2 separate regions of the Mus musculus genome follow, and region 1 is linked to region 2. The links are chromatin contacts, called in public promoter capture Hi-C maps. All regions are on one chromosome and are shown on one strand. Each heading gives the region's core, a stretch centred on a gene start, on an enhancer-like site or on the middle of the called end of the contact. The rest is flanking DNA. Distances are from core to core; before and after follow the strand shown. Region 1 holds the start of Hspa8 (heat shock protein 8). Region 2 holds the start of Srpr (signal recognition particle receptor ('docking protein')).

Evidence for each region. Capture Hi-C pulls out chosen DNA fragments and counts their contacts.
Region 1: a contact with region 2 is called in a promoter capture Hi-C map of adipose tissue. The contact joins the promoter of Hspa8 here to the promoter of Srpr in region 2. A contact is called at or near these places in 2 of 39 promoter capture datasets (liver and pre-B cells) and 1 of 9 other capture datasets (adipose tissue).

Annotation. Positions count from the first base shown.
Region 1 is chr9:40,799,566-40,803,371 of GRCm38.p6, forward strand. It overlaps Hspa8 (heat shock protein 8), which reads left to right and starts at 1,711. Exons shown (of 9, transcript NM_031165.5): 1 at 1,711-1,783; 2 at 2,353-2,562; 3 at 2,853-3,058; 4 at 3,174-3,326; 5 at 3,409-3,806. The coding sequence starts at 2,358.
Region 2 is chr9:35,208,988-35,213,300 of GRCm38.p6, forward strand. Srpr (signal recognition particle receptor ('docking protein')) reads left to right here and starts at 2,216. Exons shown (of 14, transcript NM_026130.1): 1 at 2,216-2,418; 2 at 3,005-3,088; 3 at 3,361-3,524; 4 at 3,733-3,893; 5 at 4,143-4,299. The coding sequence starts at 2,302. It overlaps Foxred1 (FAD-dependent oxidoreductase domain containing 1), which reads right to left and starts at 2,068. Exons shown (of 11, transcript NM_001291448.1): 1 at 1,820-2,068; 2 at 958-1,178; 3 at 429-542; 4 at 51-169. The coding sequence starts at 1,904.

The sequences.
Region 1 (3,806 bases), core at 461-2,960, 5.6 Mb after region 2:
TGATTCCAAGAAAAAACAGTTGTGTCTATTCCTATAAGTAATGTCTCTGTGTCTCACTTTCCCTCAGGTTTCTAATATGGGGTACTACATACCTTAGAAAAGTGTTTTGATATTTATAGAGAGCACTTTACATGTTATGTACACTTTAGGTTAGCAAAAAGCATTGTATTAAAACGATCTTCTTGAACTGCAACAGAGTTACATCCTTGTACATCCTCCCATGAACTCCAAGCCAACATTCCTCCCGAGATGCAAATACCAAAGAAAAAATTTATTTATGACTGTCTTAGTGATTACTAGCTTTTGACAAGGACAAAGAGTCCCCGGTCTTCCGCTAGCCTTCCTCACGTGGTCTGGAGACCTTCCAATTTAAACGCCACAACAGTATTCTTTAAAAAATAAAAAGACAACCTATCTAACTAATAAAGAGCTGCACTCCCTGCCTATTTGAAAGGACGCGTGGAAAGTGCTAGAGAGCCGGGTGTGACGAGGCCCGGAACGCCCAGCCTCCAGGCACTGCGGTTTCAGAGTCTAAGCACTCGCTCCGGCCATTGGCTCAGTCACGTTTTCAAGGACTCAGCGCGGCCGGGCGTTTAATTTTTGGTAAAAGTCAAGTCAGGAGAGACATTACCTCATGTTACTGAAAATAAAAAGGTCGCGATCACTCTATCAAGGACACGGGGCTGCCGGAAACCAGGAATGCCAGTGCCTAGCTCACCCACAAAGGGACAAAAAACATTTATCTTTCGTACATTTATTCCATTAACTGATGAGTCTGGTGGAGCAGAGAGGGGACAGAGGTCACGCTGTCCCCTGTGGGACAGCGGAGGTGGGGAGGGGCGTTCGGCTCAGGGGTAAGCAGAGAGGACTGGGCCATTTCTTTGATAGAGGATCACAAACGATCCTGGGGACATGTGGCGAGCCAGGCAGATCGAGCCTCCGCACTGGGGGGGGGGGGAATCGAGGTGTCCCATTTTGTGGGGGGTGAGGGGTGGGGAAAGCCAGCGAGATAGCGCGGCGGCTTAGCCTCCCACAAGCTGGCAGCACGAAACAAGAAGCCTAGCAGTGCTCCTTAGTCTCAGGCTGGGGTGGACCAAGCCCGAGGCCGGGAAACCGCCGGGCTCAGGGAGAAGGACCGAGGGTCGTGTGGGGGAGGGGCGCAACAACCTTCGCAGCCATTTTGTCCTCGCCCCACTTCCGTCTTCTCTTCCCGGACTCCCCCTCCCTCAGGCTCTTCTCTCAGGCAGCCCGGGGTCCCAAGAGGTAGGGATCCGGCCGAACGCTGCTCTCATTGGTCCGTCGCGGAGGTACCCGCCTTCCTCCCAGGGCATCCTTCCGCCCCCTCCCGCCTGCGCTGCCGGGTCGCGCACGCGCACTCGCCGGCGACCCTCTCCCCTCCCCCAGCAGCTCTGAGTGACAGAGGACTCCCGCGCGCGGGCTCCCGGCGCCCCGCCTTCTCCGCTCCCCCCGGGCCGTTCCCAGAGCGGGGGCGAGCGTGAAAGTTCCAGAACGCCGCGGTCGTGCGTCATCGCGAGGCGGGGCGGGGAGAAGGCGGGACCTAGGCGAGCGTTCTGGCTCTTCATTAGTGCAGTCGGCAAGGGCTGGTCGTCCATTGGCTAAGAAGCTATGATCGGCAGCGGGATGGGGCGGCACCCTTCTGGAAGGTTCTAAGACAGGGTATAAGAGAGAGGGAAGCGGGCGGAAACCGGTCTCATTGAACGCGGAGGCAGCTGCCTGGCATTTGTGTGGTCTCGTCGTCAGCGCAGCTGGGCCTACACACAAGGTGAGGCATGGGACTCGGGGGTTTGCGGGGGTCCGGGGTGGTGCAGGAGTCCCGGGGAGTCTCTTAGGCGGCGGCTGCAGCTCAGGCCGTCACCACCAGGGACAGAGACTGCAGCAGATCCGGAGGATGGGCTGAGTCAGGGCGGCGCCGCCATGGCCTTGTGGCTCCGCGTGGCGGGGGAGGGGAGCCACAGGCGCCCTGGTCTTTTTATCCTGTCTGTGACTTCAAATATAAGGCTTCTGCCCGGCGCCCACAGGGCAGGGCCCCCCGAGGTGGGAAAGGGGGATCCTGGCTCCCGCGGTGCGCGGTCCGGGTGGGGGGGGTTCGGGGGGCGCTCGGAGGTGGCCACGTGCTCCACCATTGTCGCAGACCTTTAGGACAGATGGTTCCTTGAGCCTTGGGCGGGCTGTGCCAGGCTTGGCACAGACCACCTATACTGCAGCACTGCTGCCACGAGCCTGCCGCGTGGCTTCAGGTGATAGGTCTGGGTCACCAAGTCCAGACCCACTGCGGACTGGATAAAAGCCGGAAAGCGAGTGCTTAGCCCCCCTCCTTTTTTTTTCTAATAGCAACCATGTCTAAGGGACCTGCAGTTGGCATTGATCTCGGCACCACCTACTCCTGTGTGGGTGTCTTCCAGCATGGAAAGGTGGAAATTATTGCCAATGACCAGGGTAACCGCACCACGCCAAGCTATGTTGCTTTCACGGACACAGAGAGATTAATTGGGGATGCGGCCAAGAATCAGGTTGCAATGAACCCCACCAACACAGTTTTTGGTAAGTCGCCAGCATCTTTGTGCCACTAGCATGAGTAAAAGGGCTGGGGGGCAGGGCATTTGGAATGTAGAAACAGATCTGCCTTAATAACTGCAGCCTGAGATTGCAACTGTTTAAATATGACAATATAAGGCCACAAGATTTTAAATATGGGCCTTGGCTTCCTGCACTAGAGATTACGTCCATCTAGATGGGTGCTGCAGGTTTTTGTTTTCTGTTTTTTTGGTTTTTTTTTTTTTTGCAGTGATAGGCACTAAGGAGTGTGATGAGGTATGTTTAATATTTTACAGATGCCAAACGTCTGATCGGGCGTAGGTTTGATGATGCTGTTGTTCAGTCTGATATGAAGCACTGGCCCTTCATGGTGGTGAATGATGCAGGCAGGCCCAAGGTCCAAGTGGAATACAAAGGGGAGACAAAAAGTTTCTACCCAGAGGAAGTGTCCTCCATGGTTCTGACAAAGATGAAGGAAATTGCAGAAGCGTACCTCGGAAAGGTGGGTTTTTTTTTTAACAGGTGCCATTTGAGATGGGTGTTACCTTTATGTTTAATTCACACATTCTGATCGGGAATTTGCCAACCAAACAATTGTGCAATTCATTGTTTTTTAGACCGTTACCAACGCTGTGGTCACAGTGCCCGCTTACTTCAATGACTCTCAGCGACAGGCAACAAAAGATGCTGGAACTATTGCTGGCCTCAATGTACTTCGAATCATCAATGAACCAACTGCTGCTGCTATTGCTTACGGCTTAGATAAGAAGGTAGGCATTTCAAATCAAGTACAACTTTGTTAGGGTTAACTTGCCAGAAACAGGCCTGAGCTAAGAATGTCTTATTTGACAGGTCGGAGCTGAAAGGAATGTGCTCATTTTTGACTTGGGAGGTGGCACTTTTGATGTGTCAATCCTCACTATTGAGGATGGAATTTTTGAGGTCAAATCAACAGCTGGAGACACCCACTTAGGTGGAGAAGATTTTGACAACCGAATGGTCAATCATTTCATTGCTGAGTTCAAGCGAAAGCACAAGAAAGACATCAGTGAGAACAAGAGAGCTGTCCGCCGTCTCCGCACGGCCTGCGAGCGGGCCAAGCGCACCCTCTCCTCCAGCACCCAGGCCAGTATTGAGATTGATTCTCTCTATGAGGGAATTGACTTCTATACCTCCATTACCCGGGCTCGATTTGAGGAGTTGAATGCTGACCTGTTCCGTGGCACACTGGACCCTGTAGAGAAGGCCCT
Region 2 (4,313 bases), core at 966-3,465:
GTGAAGTATGTGAAGCCAAGAAGCAGCTCAGGGCAGTGCTGGGCACCCACCTTTGCATTTTCACATTGTTTTCCAAGGTGGCAGCATCCTTTTCTGAAGCTAGCAAGAGACAGCCGGAAGGGTTGAACTGAAGTTCCACAGGAGGAGCATCCACCACAGCCAGGTACTCCTGAGTGCAAAGAAAAAGAGCTGCTCTCCAAGGAGGCTGACAAAAGGGAACCTCCCTGGCCTCACCACAGCTCCAGGAGCAGTGGCCCAGATCAGGACAAACCCTTCTCTAGGCACCAACACTGGAAGACAGTCAAGGATCCCAATATCTTGTTGCCTCAAACACACTCTTCTCCTTGGTTCCCCTTACCAGCTAGGCTACTGATCTCTGGGCTAAAGAAGGGACTCCCACCCCAGCCTTCAAATCTTACTGTACATACATTTATGTTCCGGAGAAAGTTGATTGAAAAGAGTGAGAGCTGGACATTCTCAGGCACGGAAAACTGCTGCCAAATCCCGCCCACAGAAGGCCCTGTGGAGGAAGCCCGTGAATACTGTGAAAAGAAAAACCGACGTAGACTGTCATGATGTAATATATAATGGAATCCTGCAATGGAAGCTGTCAGTTATACATTTAAATGCAAAGGGGAATCATTTTTCAAGGAGCAAGTATGGGTAAATGTTCTGGAGCACGTGTAATCGGAGCACTTGGGAGGCACAGAATGGAAAATGCTGAGTTCAGGGCCAGCTTCAGCCATATATTGAAACCCCATCTCCAAAGAGATTAAACAACAGTAGCAAAGTCTCTTCCCCTTCCCCAACAAAACAATGTTATTGCTGCGGGTCTTTGTTGAGGGAGGAAGAGCCTGGAACTATTTCTTAAGCTCCAAAGTCCAAAGCACAGTCCCTGCCCTCAATGCCACAGTCTGTGTCCTCAATAAGATGACTGCCCTTACTCCCTGACCTCACCGTGTGGTCCTGCTCCACCACCAGCACCCGAATGGCACCTCTTCTACTCTCCAGCTTCTTCAGCCAAAAGGCCACAGACAGACCAAGAATCCCACCTCCTATGATGACCACATCCGCCTGTTCTGGGGGCAGGTGGCTGGTGTCATACAGCACTTCATATTTCTTTCCAGGCAGGATGGAATCAACCTTCTTCTTAAAGTCAGACACCTTTGCATCCCAGTCTGCAGGACATAGTTACAGTTAGATGACTTATGTTCTTTTCTGCGTGGTTGGGGGTTGGAGGATGGGTACAGGAAAAGGGGGGCTGAAATAGGCATTTGGATTGCCACACCTCCAATGTCATCCTTTCTCATAAGATCAACTCATATGCAGCAGTATTGTTAGAACTTTGTTGTTTGGTCTTTGTCCCACCAGGCCCCAATATCATGGATCTCTAACACTGGAAGATTCAACTTCCTGAAATTACTTTCTGTTTCCCCATCAAGCGAGATGTGACTCACATTATTTAGCTCTTGCAGATCTCTCTCCCTCCTGAACCCCATTCTCAGATATGCCAGGCCCAGGGAACGAGTCCCTAGTATACTTCATACTGCACAGCCTTCTAAAGCCGGGCACCTTTGTAATGGTTTCTTATCCTTATCCATCATCGCCAGCAAGCTTCCATTTATATGGCATTGTCCACTGGGAAGTGCCTCCTTGAGAGCCATACACTTGCCTCGGCTCTTTGACCTTTAGTAGGCAAGCCTACCCCTTCCCCCAGCTAACTCGCTGTCCCGCCCGCACGAGGCAGGGGGTCGAACCTTGAAGGTCACATCTATGGAGGGTTTGGGCTCCCCAGAACCACTGCTGCCCTCAGCTTTACCCAGAGTAAAGCCTCCTTTGCGTGTGCGTAGCCCCCGGTATGGGAGGCCCGGGCCCAAGCCAAGACGCAGCGCTCTGCGAAACATGGCCTTAGAGCCCGGCTTCTTTCAGCTTGAGGTGGGTTCCCCTCAAGCCGACTCTGTCCTTCCTGTCATCGGTCCGCGCCACGGGGAATAGACACGAACGCGCCGATTAGCCGGCAGTGCTCTTCAGGCTCCACCCCTCCACGCTATAGGGGAGCTATCGCCTCTGGAGTCCCGCCCCTGTGTGCTATTGGTCAGGCTTGAGTCTACGTCATCTCGCGCGCCCTGAGCGGGAAAGGGGCGGGACCACGGAGGCTCGTAGCGGAAGTGCGGCTGAACCGGTTTCCGGGGGCTGCTGGTGTGACGTGTCCCGCGCTTGGCGCAGCAGGAAGCGGCGGCGGCGGACGCGGCCCGAGTTCCCGGCCCCGGTCTCGGCCTCAAGTCTTCTCCCGCTTCCGTCATGCTTGACTTCTTCACCATCTTCTCGAAGGGCGGGCTTGTGCTCTGGTGTTTCCAGGGCGTGAGCGACTCGTGCACCGGGCCCGTCAACGCGTTGATTCGTTCCGTACTGCTGCAGGTACCACCCCCGCGGGGCAGAACTCCGGGCTGTCGTCCCTCAGACCCAGACTGTGGTCCCCTTTCCAGTAGTCACTCCGCACTTTCCGTTCTGATCTCCTCAAACTGGTCGGTTACCGGCCACCCAGGATCGACTTCCTTGCCTGGATCACAGTATCCCGAAACTTTGCGACGCCCCCCACTCCTCCCGTTTCCGGGGCTCTAGCCACGTTCTGGCGTCCTAATGGACTCGAACTCCCTCTCCACTCATCCGAGCAGCGTGGTTTTCTGCTGTTTTGACGTTGGGTGAAACTGTGGATGCGAGAACACCTTTCAGGAACAGTAGATGGTTCACAGCTGCTAGAAGATCTGATTGTTTATATATGACTGTTTACTTCCTGGCTCCCACGTGTCCTGTCTCCTGTCCCAGCTTTACCCCTTGTCCTTACCTGGTGTCTGTCTGTCTGTCTTTTTTTCTCACGGGGTGCTAGAAATGTCCCAGAACTCCCTTGTTGAGGGCAGGATTATATCTGGTTATTTCCCAAACGTAGTCCAAAGTCTGGTTTTGCTGTGGATGTAGCCTGACTGCTGAAACGCTCTTTTTCCAGGAACGGGGCGGTAACAACTCTTTCACTCATGAGGCTCTCACACTCAAGTATAAACTGGACAACCAGTTTGAGCTGGTGTTTGTGGTAAGTGGGGGTATGTTAGAAAGACAAGTTATGTTCTCAACAGCATCCCCACTGATGAACCTAATTAATTGTGGGTATTGTGTATGTGATAAAGTGATAGAAAAAAGTTAGGAATGTGGAGGGGAGAAAGCAAGCGACTTCTGGGTAAGATTGTAAGCTTGGCTCTCCCGGGGCAGGAAACCTATCTCTGGAGGCTTGGGTTGAGTTGGCTTCCTTCCATTCTGGGCTGGCATGTAAGGAGATCTATTGGCTCCGTCTCCTTCCATAAACAGGTTGGCTTTCAGAAGATCCTCACGCTGACCTATGTAGACAAGTTGATAGATGATGTGCACCGACTGTTCCGGGATAAGTATCGCACAGAGATCCAACAACAGAGTGCTTTAAGTCTATTGAATGGCACATTTGATTTCCAAAATGACTTCCTGCGGCTCCTTCGGTGAGAGGCTTTCCTCCGTTCAAAGGGAAAATTTTCATGATTTAAGAGTGCCTGCCTGTCGGTGGCGCATCAATATTTACATGGGTTCAAACCAGTCACATTTTGTAGCTTGTTTCTTATAGTCCTTTTGATATGTGGGATCTTTTTCTTAAGTCAGAGTTGTCCTCTTGTATGGGTAGAAAGACCAACTAGTCTCTTTTCTCTTTAGTGAAGCAGAGGAGAGCAGTAAGATCCGTGCTCCCACTACCATGAAGAAATTTGAAGATTCTGAAAAAGCTAAGAAACCTGTGAGGTCCATGATTGAAACACGGGGGGAAAAGACCAAGGAAAAAGCAAAAAACAACAAAAAAAGGGGGGCCAAAAAGGAAGGTGTGTTTGAGTTTCCTGACCCTGCTAGGGCATACAAGATGTTAGCATAGTATTATAAAACTCTGTGGTACTCTTTGACATTGCTAGCCTCCTTTAACTTAATGCTCACCACCCTATCACTCCCTTGAGGCATTGTAGTCTCCAAGGTGTTTGGTCCAAGTTGCTCTTTAGGATTTGGAAGAACTGTAGTTATTACCTGGGTGGTTGGGATTTATGTTTCTTTTCCTCCAGTGAGGTTTCTTTTAACAGGTTCTGATGGCACTTTGGCTACTAGCAAAACAGCCCCTGCAGAAAAGTCAGGTCTCTCAGCGGGACCTGAGAATGGAGAACTTTCCAAAGAGGAGCTGATCCGTAGGAAGAGAGAGGAGTTCATTCAGAAGCATGGCAAGGGTCTGGACAAATCCAGGTCAGCACTGTTAC